2 separate regions of the Rattus norvegicus genome follow, and region 2 is linked to region 1. The links are chromatin contacts, called in public HiChIP or PLAC-seq maps. All regions are on one chromosome and are shown on one strand. The core of a region is the stretch at or near the end of the contact, and the rest is flanking DNA. Distances in the headings are between cores, read along the strand shown.

The links. HiChIP or PLAC-seq counts read pairs in DNA pulled down with a chosen protein or histone mark.
Region 2: a contact with region 1 is called in an H3K27ac HiChIP or PLAC-seq map of oligodendrocytes, with 4 times the contacts expected there. The contact joins two enhancer-like sites. A contact is called at or near these places in 1 of 12 Hi-C or Micro-C datasets (frontal cortex) and 1 of 1 datasets of contacts at active chromatin or transcription factors (oligodendrocytes).

The regions. Positions count from the first base shown.
Region 1 is chr2:15,863,271-15,868,093 of GRCr8, forward strand. Mef2c (myocyte enhancer factor 2C) reads left to right here. Exons shown (of 11, transcript NM_001399397.1): 11 at 3,568-4,823. The coding sequence ends at 3,889. The region is part of intron 1 of LOC103691412 (a long non-coding RNA gene); the gene reads right to left. Among named protein-coding and RNA genes, the nearest start is that of Mir9-2hg, 56 kb to the right of the region's middle. Within about 2 kb of position 2,566, at least 14 of the 93 cell types and tissues checked have an H3K27ac peak or open chromatin away from gene starts, as enhancers often do.
Region 2 is chr2:16,279,006-16,283,828 of GRCr8, forward strand. All of the region lies in intron 1 of LOC108349917 (a long non-coding RNA gene), which reads right to left. Among named protein-coding and RNA genes, the nearest start is that of Tmem161b, 170 kb to the right of the region's middle. Within about 2 kb of position 2,741, at least 28 of the 93 cell types and tissues checked have an H3K27ac peak or open chromatin away from gene starts, as enhancers often do.

The sequences.
Region 1 (4,823 bases), core at 1,316-3,815:
GCACTTCGTGCTCATTCTCTGCATAGGAACTGTATTTTAAGCAAAGAATGGAATCAATTTTAGCTCCACTAAAGTCAGTACTCCCAGAAACCTAAAATGGCCACTAAAATTCTCTCTCCAAACTGCACAAGTAGAATAGAACTCTTCATGTTTGTCTGTGGAAAGAAGTTCACTTCATCCTTTACAGCACTGTCCGCAAGGCAAAGCTTTATGAACTATGGAGCATGCGTTTTATGCATTGAGCTTACACGATGAGCACACACTAATTTCATGTAGAAAGATACGTGCCTGGAGAGGAACTCAACATTTTAGAGGAACAACCCTTGACTTTCAGATGTTTTTTGATTGCTGTCTAGAAAAGGACAACCCACTTTCTGGACAGTATTTTCCAGAAAAGGGACAACATTTTTGTTCTTGTTGATGATGACAAGACTCAACCCATACTGAGAAAGGAGCTGGGGGCAGAGGGGAGATTGAGTAAATACTACTCTTAAAGGTTAGGCAGGAGGACTGGGTGTGGTCCCCAGTTAGTGTCTGTACAGCCTGTACTAGGCCAGCCAGGGCTGCAGAGCCTGGTCAGATGATGCCTCAGCAACCACAGGTATTTACAAGGCTAGCAGAAGATTCAGAACAGCCAAGTCAGAGAATCCAACACCCTCTCCTGTCCTCCTCAGGGACCTGCACACATATGCCCAAACTCACACAGAGACATACACATATGCACATCAATAAAAACAAATGAATCTTTTTTTAAAAAAATTAGGCTGAGTGATACATGCACACCTATAACCCAGCACTTAGAAGGCTGAGACAGGAGGATGAAACATTTGAGCCCAGGCTGGCATATGTAATGAGACTGCCTCACAGGGAGGGGAAAGCTAAATAGAGTAAGAAAACCTAATTTTATTGGGGTGGCAGAGTGAGAGGAACTTAAATAAAGCTATCCACATTTTATCTCTGAGCAATCTGAAGGAAGGGTAGCTCTCTCAGATTAAAACGCTACATAGCGGGGTCAGAAGTACCTCAGAGGACGTGACAAGGTACCGACGTGCCTGGACCGCCCTCCCCCTACCTCATTCTCACTCGCACCTGTAGTCTCAAGTCTCACAATTATCTGTGGCTGTATTTCGTTCACGAGAACAAGCTACCGTATTACAGTTAAGTGATATTAATGCTGCCTACTCTTGGCAAGAAAGTAGCTCCGGTAGCAGAGATGGCCAATCTGTTGCAGTCCGTGCCACAGTGAAGTGAATTTGAGATGAAGACACCATGTAGAGCTCTGGGCTGCAGACTTAGTTCCACTAGCTACCCAGCTCAGAATAAGTCTGTGTTAAAGTGTAAATGAAATCCCGCCACCAGAGAAGGTGTTCAGTCATGGTAAAGAATTACCAACAAATAGACACTCCTTTTTTTGTGGGGAGCAAGACACTGTGAAACTTCTGCGTGGCCACTGATATTGGGAACGGGGACAAAGGAGAGGTTGTGATGACATCAAAGACACATCATCTCATTCTTATTACTTTCAACTTAATTTATATAGACGAGTTACCTATGGAACCCAACTCACTGAATTTTTAGGAGGTTCCCACTCTGTTGTGTTTAGAGGAGTGTAAGCTGAATGTCCCAGAGTGAAGAAAAGTATTTATTGATAAGCTGTGTCACTTCGAAGCTCCTTATTGGCATTCATTATTAAGCGCTGGTGTGATCCACGGCAGAAGCATTTAGTTAAATGTTAGTGAAATGGCTTTTCTTACCCAGAGCAGGAAAACTCTTCCAGAAGTCAAAAGATGATTTCCTCAAACATCAAAATGAATTGTGAAGTAACTTTGAACCAGTATAAAATAGTCCACTATTATGGAGCCTTTGAAATACAGGTGTTTTCCTGTCTCCCACCTTAATACGGCTTTGATTTAAAGACAATTTAATTAAAAGTCTTAGAAAATCAGAGAACTAATATAGACTAAAATAATAAGCTTCAGATAAGTAGTTCCACGGATAGACAGAGATTGAAAACTGTGTGCACTGGGATTGGCATCTGTATCTGAATGTGCAGACTGCCTAAACCAGAAGGGCTCATTAAAGCAGCAAAGAGCCCCCTTGATAATGTCCTCCATGTTAGCTCATTTACTAATAAGAAGGGGAAAGTCATCCCTTGCCAGTAGGTGGTGCTTTTGTATAAAACATTACTCAAAGATAAATTCGTTTCTGACTAATTTTCTATCTCTGTACATCTTAACCCTGTGTCACATCCCCCAAAGGCCAGCCCCACGTTATCCCACTGCAGTCTCTGAAATGCACTCACTGTTCAGAAAGACACTAGCCCACACGTAGTTCTCTCCGTCAGGGAGCAGCATACTTGCATGCATTAATAGGTAGGCTTGCTTCCTTTTGTTTAAAACCGGTGTCTCTGTACATATAATTATTTTCCGCGAGTATCCCGCAATTAAAGAGACTGCAGTACCTTCTTGATGGTGTAGCTGGATCAGATTGACTCTGGATGTGCATGTCATGAAGCAAGAACAAAGCAAAACAGAGAAACAAACAAAAATCGTAATGCTGATGCCAGCAGAGTGAGCACGGTTCGGCCTGCTCAGTCATCAATCCCCAGTCCACACTTAAGACTTAAAGCTTTTCTCTGAGGCTAACTGTTGTCCAGAGTCTCCCAGAATGCACTGTCTGCAAATCAGTGATGATTAGAGCCATAGTGATGGCTCACTCCTCCTTCTTCTCCACATGCTTTCCTTCACAAACAACAGATTCGCCGTTAACATTATTATAAGTAAGACAAGCGTTACCTTAAGCAACCATCGTCACTGCTGCTTAGCCCTGTTAAGATTAAAGGAATTGGGAACTACAGACAGGATTTTCATTCTAGACAGCTGCAAATGATAAAGTCCAGTTAGGTATCAGTTTTAGGGAGATGATTTTTGAAACAGTTTTTAAATTTTCTGCATATAATATTCAGTCTTTCTCCCTCCTTCCCCCCCCCCAAGCCTGACATCAGTTATATATAATTATACGGCGTTTGATGTGTGCTGTTCATTTGAGATTCTTACTGTTCGTTTTCCCTTAGTAATATATATCTCCAGTTATATGGGCATATCAGTTAGAGAGAAATTCTTATCAATAATGGGTTTTTTAAAAATAATCTCAAATACACAGACACTGATAAACCAAGAGAGTGCCATTCAAAGTCAAACACTGTCTCCCAAGGTTCAGAAAAGAACGGAACTAGTATAGGGGGAAATTCCATGAACGCAGAATGACTTTTGTACCTTTTGTACCGTGTCTTAATCCTTTATGAAAGGGTAATCTATACAGTTACAGAGTATTTTAGAAGCTGGAGATGATCCCCGAGGCCTGGGCCAGTTAAGTGGTGTATTTACCCCCAGGCAGGAGCATTCTCCGTGGCTCTAGGCGGTGCCGCCCCGCAGTGCCTAGCTGCACTCTCATTGTGGGCACGCACTAGAGTCTATGCAAGTCTTTTAAGCTGCTATGTTTGTAATGTGAGTTCCTGGGGCCTGCAGGCCTCCTCCATCTGTAACTGGGTTTCCTTTCCTCCTACAGAGCTTGCACTAGCACTCATTTATCTCAGAGTTCAAATCTCTCCCTGCCTTCTACTCAAAGCCTCAACATCAAGTCAGAACCTGTTTCTCCTCCTAGAGACCGTACCACCACCCCATCGAGATACCCACAACACACGCGCCACGAGGCGGGGAGATCTCCTGTTGACAGCCTGAGCAGCTGTAGCAGTTCCTACGATGGGAGCGACCGGGAGGATCACCGGAACGAATTCCACTCCCCCATTGGACTCACCAGACCTTCGCCGGACGAAAGGGAAAGTCCCTCAGTCAAGCGCATGCGGCTCTCTGAAGGATGGGCAACATGATCACATTATTACTTAATAGTTTTTTTTTCTTGCAGTGTGTGTGTGTGCTATACCTTAATGGGGAAGGGGGGTCGATATGCATTATATGTGCCGTGTGTGGAAAAAAAAGTCAGGTACTCTGTTTTGTAAAAGTACTTTTAAATTGCCTCAGTGATACAGTATAAAGATAAACAGAAATGCTGAGATACGCTTAGCACTTGAGTTGTACAACAGAACACTTGTACAAAATAGATTTTAAGGCTAACTTCTTTTCACTGTTGTGACCCTTTGCAAAATGTATGTTACAATAGATAGTGTCATGTTGCAGGTTCAACGTTATTTACATGTAAATAGACAAAAGGAAACATTTGCCAAAAGCGGCAGATCTTTACTGAAAGAGAGAGCAGCTGTTATGCAACATATAGAAAAATGTATAGACGTTCGGACAGACCCGGCAAGGGGTGGCCACTGGTTAATGTTAGGAACATGCCGGTCACCTAACATCTGAGCACGCTCACAAACCTGCAGGCATATATCATTGGCGTATGGCACTCATGCAAAAGGATCAGAAACCATTCAAAGAGGACCATACCCACTTTAAAAGAAAAGGAAAAAAAAGTGTGGTGTTTGAGAGCTAACGTATTTAATTAAATAAATAAATCTGGGTCTGCATCTCTTATTAAATAAAAATATAAAAATATGTACATTACATTTTGCTTATTTTCATATAAAAGGTAAGAAAGAGTTTGCAAAGCATTTGTGGCTTTTTGTAGTTTACTTAAGCCAAAATGTGTTTTTCCCCTCAATAGCTTCGCTACTATTTTAAACAGTCCTGTAAACCCCACCAAGGACTTTTTGTATAGAAAGCACTACCCTAAGCCATGAGGAACTCCATGCTTTGCTAACCAACATAACTGTTTTCTCTTTGTAGAAGTTTTGTTTTTGAAATGTGTAT
Region 2 (4,823 bases), core at 1,491-3,990, 420 kb after region 1:
AAAATATCCAAACCCCACTACCACCACCAAAAACCAGAAATCAGATCACTCCTCTCCTTTTGTGTCTTATTAATAAAATTAGAATTTATTTTGCGCTCTCTCTCTCTCTCTCTCTCTCTCTCTCTCTGTCTCTCATCAACATCTAATTCACAAAAGATAAACTCTTTTTTGCCCATAGTAGATGACAGTTATTAACTTCTTGCAAAAAAAATACTTGAAAATCACTATTTTTAAATCTAAATCCCATGACTTAGTTGTAAGGGTTAAACATATTTTTGTATCATTAACTTTAATTTTGTTTCTCCTCTTCAGAGAAAAACTTCTACCACTTTTGTTTCTGTTAAGCGGAATCAATTTCAGCACATGTAATTCTGCATCTGTACTTAACTAAAGTTACCTTTGTTATGAATCGTCCTCTTGTCTCTCATCTCTCCTCAAACAGTGAGTTCTTTGGGTTCCCCATATGGGGCAACGATTTTACTTAAAATGACTTAAATTTTGTGCAATTTCAATTTCTCAAGCTTTTCAATTCTTGGTAACTGTAGGCAAAATTTGCTAATAAATCTTATAATAAAAGGGGTGATCTCATACCTAATTTCACTAGCATTAATGAGTTCTGCTGTTTCTCACTCTCTAATTGCAATAATTAATTTGTGTTCATTTCAAATTCTCAGCACCATCACCCATGAAGTTTGCACCCTGTTTAGGGGCGCATCCCTACTCCTGTGAACAATGGCTGGTTTGTGTGGGAAGCCTTATCCCCTCTGCATTAGCTTGGCAAACGAAACAGAATCCTGACAGTTGCCCAGAAGTGAGATTTTCTATCTGCCCAACAACAGGACAGCAGCGTGGAACTGTATATTAAGAAGAGTTTGGGAATCTATTTATGAGACTCCATATGATCCCTGATTGCTGGGCTCCACTTGATTTACCAAATAAAGTGGGGGTAACCTTCTATACACACGCACTCGCACACACACACACACACACACACACACACACACACTGCAGTTAATTACACTGTAAACATTTAATACACATTCTTTTTCTCCTTTGCCCTTTTCAAAAGGAAAGGTGGTAATTTATATGTACTCTGGCTCATTCCACTCATTGTTTTATTTCTTATTGTTCTGGCTTTCTTTCCTTTCAGTGGAAAAGAGGCGGACATGTTTGGGAAGACAAAAATGTTTACCTAGTTAATATTTTCATATAAAGAAACAGTCTAGGCGCCTTCTACATTGTTGCATGGCCTTTGTTACGCCACTAATGTGGAAGCTGCATTTTAATTACAAATACTGTAAAGGGAATGCAATAGGAACACATAGCCCTTGAGTGTTAGCCAAATGACAGCAGGTTTAATAGCACGAATGGCTAGGCTTGGGATCCATATGTACGTTCAACTCACACATTGAGGCAACGCAATAAAGCAGGGAGAAAGCAGCTGATACACAAAAGGGACCGTCTAGACAGTGCCCCATCAGTCTGGCTAAATTTGGTGCTGGCATTCCCAATGGGATTGTAATATAATTGTTCTGGTGTCTGCGTTCATTCCCCTTGTCAAACACCATTCCAAAAACACATCCTTCTCCCCCCCCCCAATCCTTCGTCTTCCACAAATATGAAACCCAAACTATGCAATGCTGGAGAGGACATTAGATGTCCCAGGCCCAGGAAAACATTACAATTCAGCAGAATTACACTGTTTAATTTCTTTTTTTAAAACTATCCCTCTTTCAGATAACTCATATGCAATTAATTTCACTGAATTTTAATAATTTAAAATTACAGAAAAATTTAAATGCAAATACAAACAACCTTAAAATATTGAGCATCATAGATGAAAGCAAACAGGCCTTCTATTCCTTTGTACTCATTAACCTCTGTTACAAAATTTAACAGAAGTCAGAGCTGTGGAAGTATAGAGAAGGACATGGATCATAAATTCTAATGAGGAAAAGGCTAATGAAAGCTGGGTTAAGCAAAAGCACTGAAAAATATCAATTGTGTGGTTTTTTTTTTCCTTTCTTGAGTTTAAAGCCACTGTATGTTCTTTCTCTCTAAACAGCTCATGAAAGTTACATTTCTGTGAACTTGTGAATGAATGATTTTATGTCTTTGGAATTTTAGAAGAGAAATCAGCAATTCCTATCTACTTGTTTGTAATAGCTAACAATTTATATTTTAAAATATTCTAGTTTAAGACATCAAGAAGAAAATGAAAATCATTACTTAAAGAATAAAATAAAATGCACAGCATTAAGATGAACAATGCATAGATTATTGATTAAAATGTTTATAATGTAAAAACTTCTATAGCACTGAAATTAAAACTGTCAGACCCCCCAACCCCCAGGAAAATACAGAGTTGGAGATTGTTCATAATCTAACTGTGTCCAATTATGTTGTTATCTATGGACACTGTTAAGATGTTTACATCAGTTAAGAAGCTCATTTTTATAGTCATTTTTTAATACCCAGAAAAAGGAGCTTGGGAAAGAAGCTTGGCTGTCAAGTGGGTCTGCGCACCTGAGAGTGGGTCTGATGTGTTTTTCTGTTTGGGCACTTGACTAATCTTTCCCTGGTGCAATAAAGAGAATTGTCTCCCTGCTTTCTAGCACTTTGGTGATAGCAGATTAGGATCCCAAGTGAGTGAAGCAAGTCTAACTGCATCAGGAACCACACTAATCTAGAAAGATACCAAAGAAAATACTTTGGGATCTAGATGCTGGCTGAACTTCAGGAGGCCAAGAGGCAAAACACACCTACCATAGCCTGACACAGGCAAGAAGACCTCAAGGCACAAGGCGTCAGCACACACAAAGACAACCCCAAAGAAAACTACAGTTACAGCATCAGGGTACCCAAATACAGTTTAGAAATGGCCTAAAATTCTCATGTGGGAACGGAAGGTTAACTATATGATTAAGAGATATATTGTTCTGTTTTTAATCAAAAAAGAAAGAAAGAAAGAAAGAAAGAAAGAAAGAAAGAAAGACTTCATATTTTTTTCCCTCTCATATATAAAATTCTCATTCTGAATTTACACACGGGCACTAGAAGTATGGTAATTAACAGAGTCAACAATACAATATTTTAACAGAACCTCCACCTGCAGCTGGTTCTTTGCTTGTAATTGTTTTATTATTCACTTTATTTCTTGAGCATGCACTGGTGGGAAGCAAAGAAAGGCATACTGTAGGCCTCTCTCAGATGAAACGCTGTAGCGAAATCTGAGTTTTATACTTGGTTTTCAAACTATTGAATAATATCCTATGAGACCTCTTAGGTCTTAACTGGATTAAAATGAATATATTTGTGCTCCTGCTCTTCAGCTAACTAATGTGCATGTGAATTGACGCTGCAAGGGAGCTACACTGAGAGTAGATGCAGGGGACAGGCCGAGTATAGCTGTGCAAAGGAGTGGGCAGGCTGCCTCTGCCTCAGACAAAATGAAAATGAGCAGGCCTTGGGGTCTGGTGCATTTTGTCAGGGCCAGGAGAGCAGCTGAGCTGAGGGATGAAGGGGGAGGGGCAAGGGAGGTGGAGAACAGGGTGTGTGTGTGTGTGTGTGTGTGTGTGTGTGTGTGTGTGTGTGTGTGTTCGCTCTAAGGTTTTAGTTATGACTGAGCATGAGGTTTTTGTTTAGTTGTCTCCCAGCATAAACAGCCCTGAGTTTCAGGTTCAGGGTGGAGTGCACCCACAGGGAATGTCAACCCAGTTCTCTTTCTGGCCTTTCCATGTGGTTGCTACTCAGAATGCCGCCGTGGCTGGGAAGAAGGAGTGGGATGGGGGGGGGGGGGGTGAAGTAAGAGCCGGGGGTCTGTCTGCAGCTGCCCCTCTCACACTCGAATAAAAGAACTTTTTTTTTCAGGGGTAGGGAAGCTGTGAATACCTTTCCCAATAAGAGATGAGGCATATTGAAAACTATATTAAATTACCCTGATTAACAATTTAGCCACGAACAGGGGAGCTTTGGGAGATCTCTATAGGCAGGACTGGGGGCTATTCATGCCAGCAGCTAAGAGGTCGAAAGGTTTCTGAAGTTCACAGGCTCAGAGCCTTTGTTATGCTAACAGACAATCTCAAATCAGCTGCCTAGTGGAGTGTGAAATCTAAATGATTTCTTGAGAACTTCCAGTAAGTTGTCACTCTTGCTCTCCAAATGCCAGGACAGGCTGCTAATTTCTAGCAGGCCCTTTTGCAACATCGCTAGCCCTAAATGAATGCCTTTGTAGTTCAAATAATCTTTTCAAGGGAGCTGTCCTATCATCATAGTCCAAATGCATCTTGGTTTTGACTATTAAATGAAAATCAGAGCTCAGCCGTGCTTGACTTTTCCAAGCAGCCGATGTTTGGGAAGGGTGGAGGCAGCTCTCATGCACAAGAAGTTAGCACCCACTGCAGGAGGGCCAGGGCATGAATAACAGCCAAGCCATGGCCACCCCAACTCCAACCCCCACCCTTAGCCCTACCAGGAAAAAAGCTCCTGGAGAGATTTACAGGGCGCTCCCCTCAGGCTGGACTACCTTCGTCTTTCAACCATACCAACCCTTCTCTGATTTATGAACCCTCTGTCCGACAGGACAGCCAGCTGACCTGTTAGCATCTCACTGGTCACTTTGAAGCAGCAACTTTAGGGATGAATATATTCATTCTTCAGGGCAAATGAGGCCAAGAGGAAGGGGACAAGGTGTATGTCCAGGATGCCCTTAGTATCAGAAGCCTGTGCATTTTTTTCTCTTTTTCCCATAAGGGCAAAAGCACGGCTTATGATCTTAGGTGGAATCTGTGAGCATGTCCAGAGAACTGTCTTAGCTCTTCATG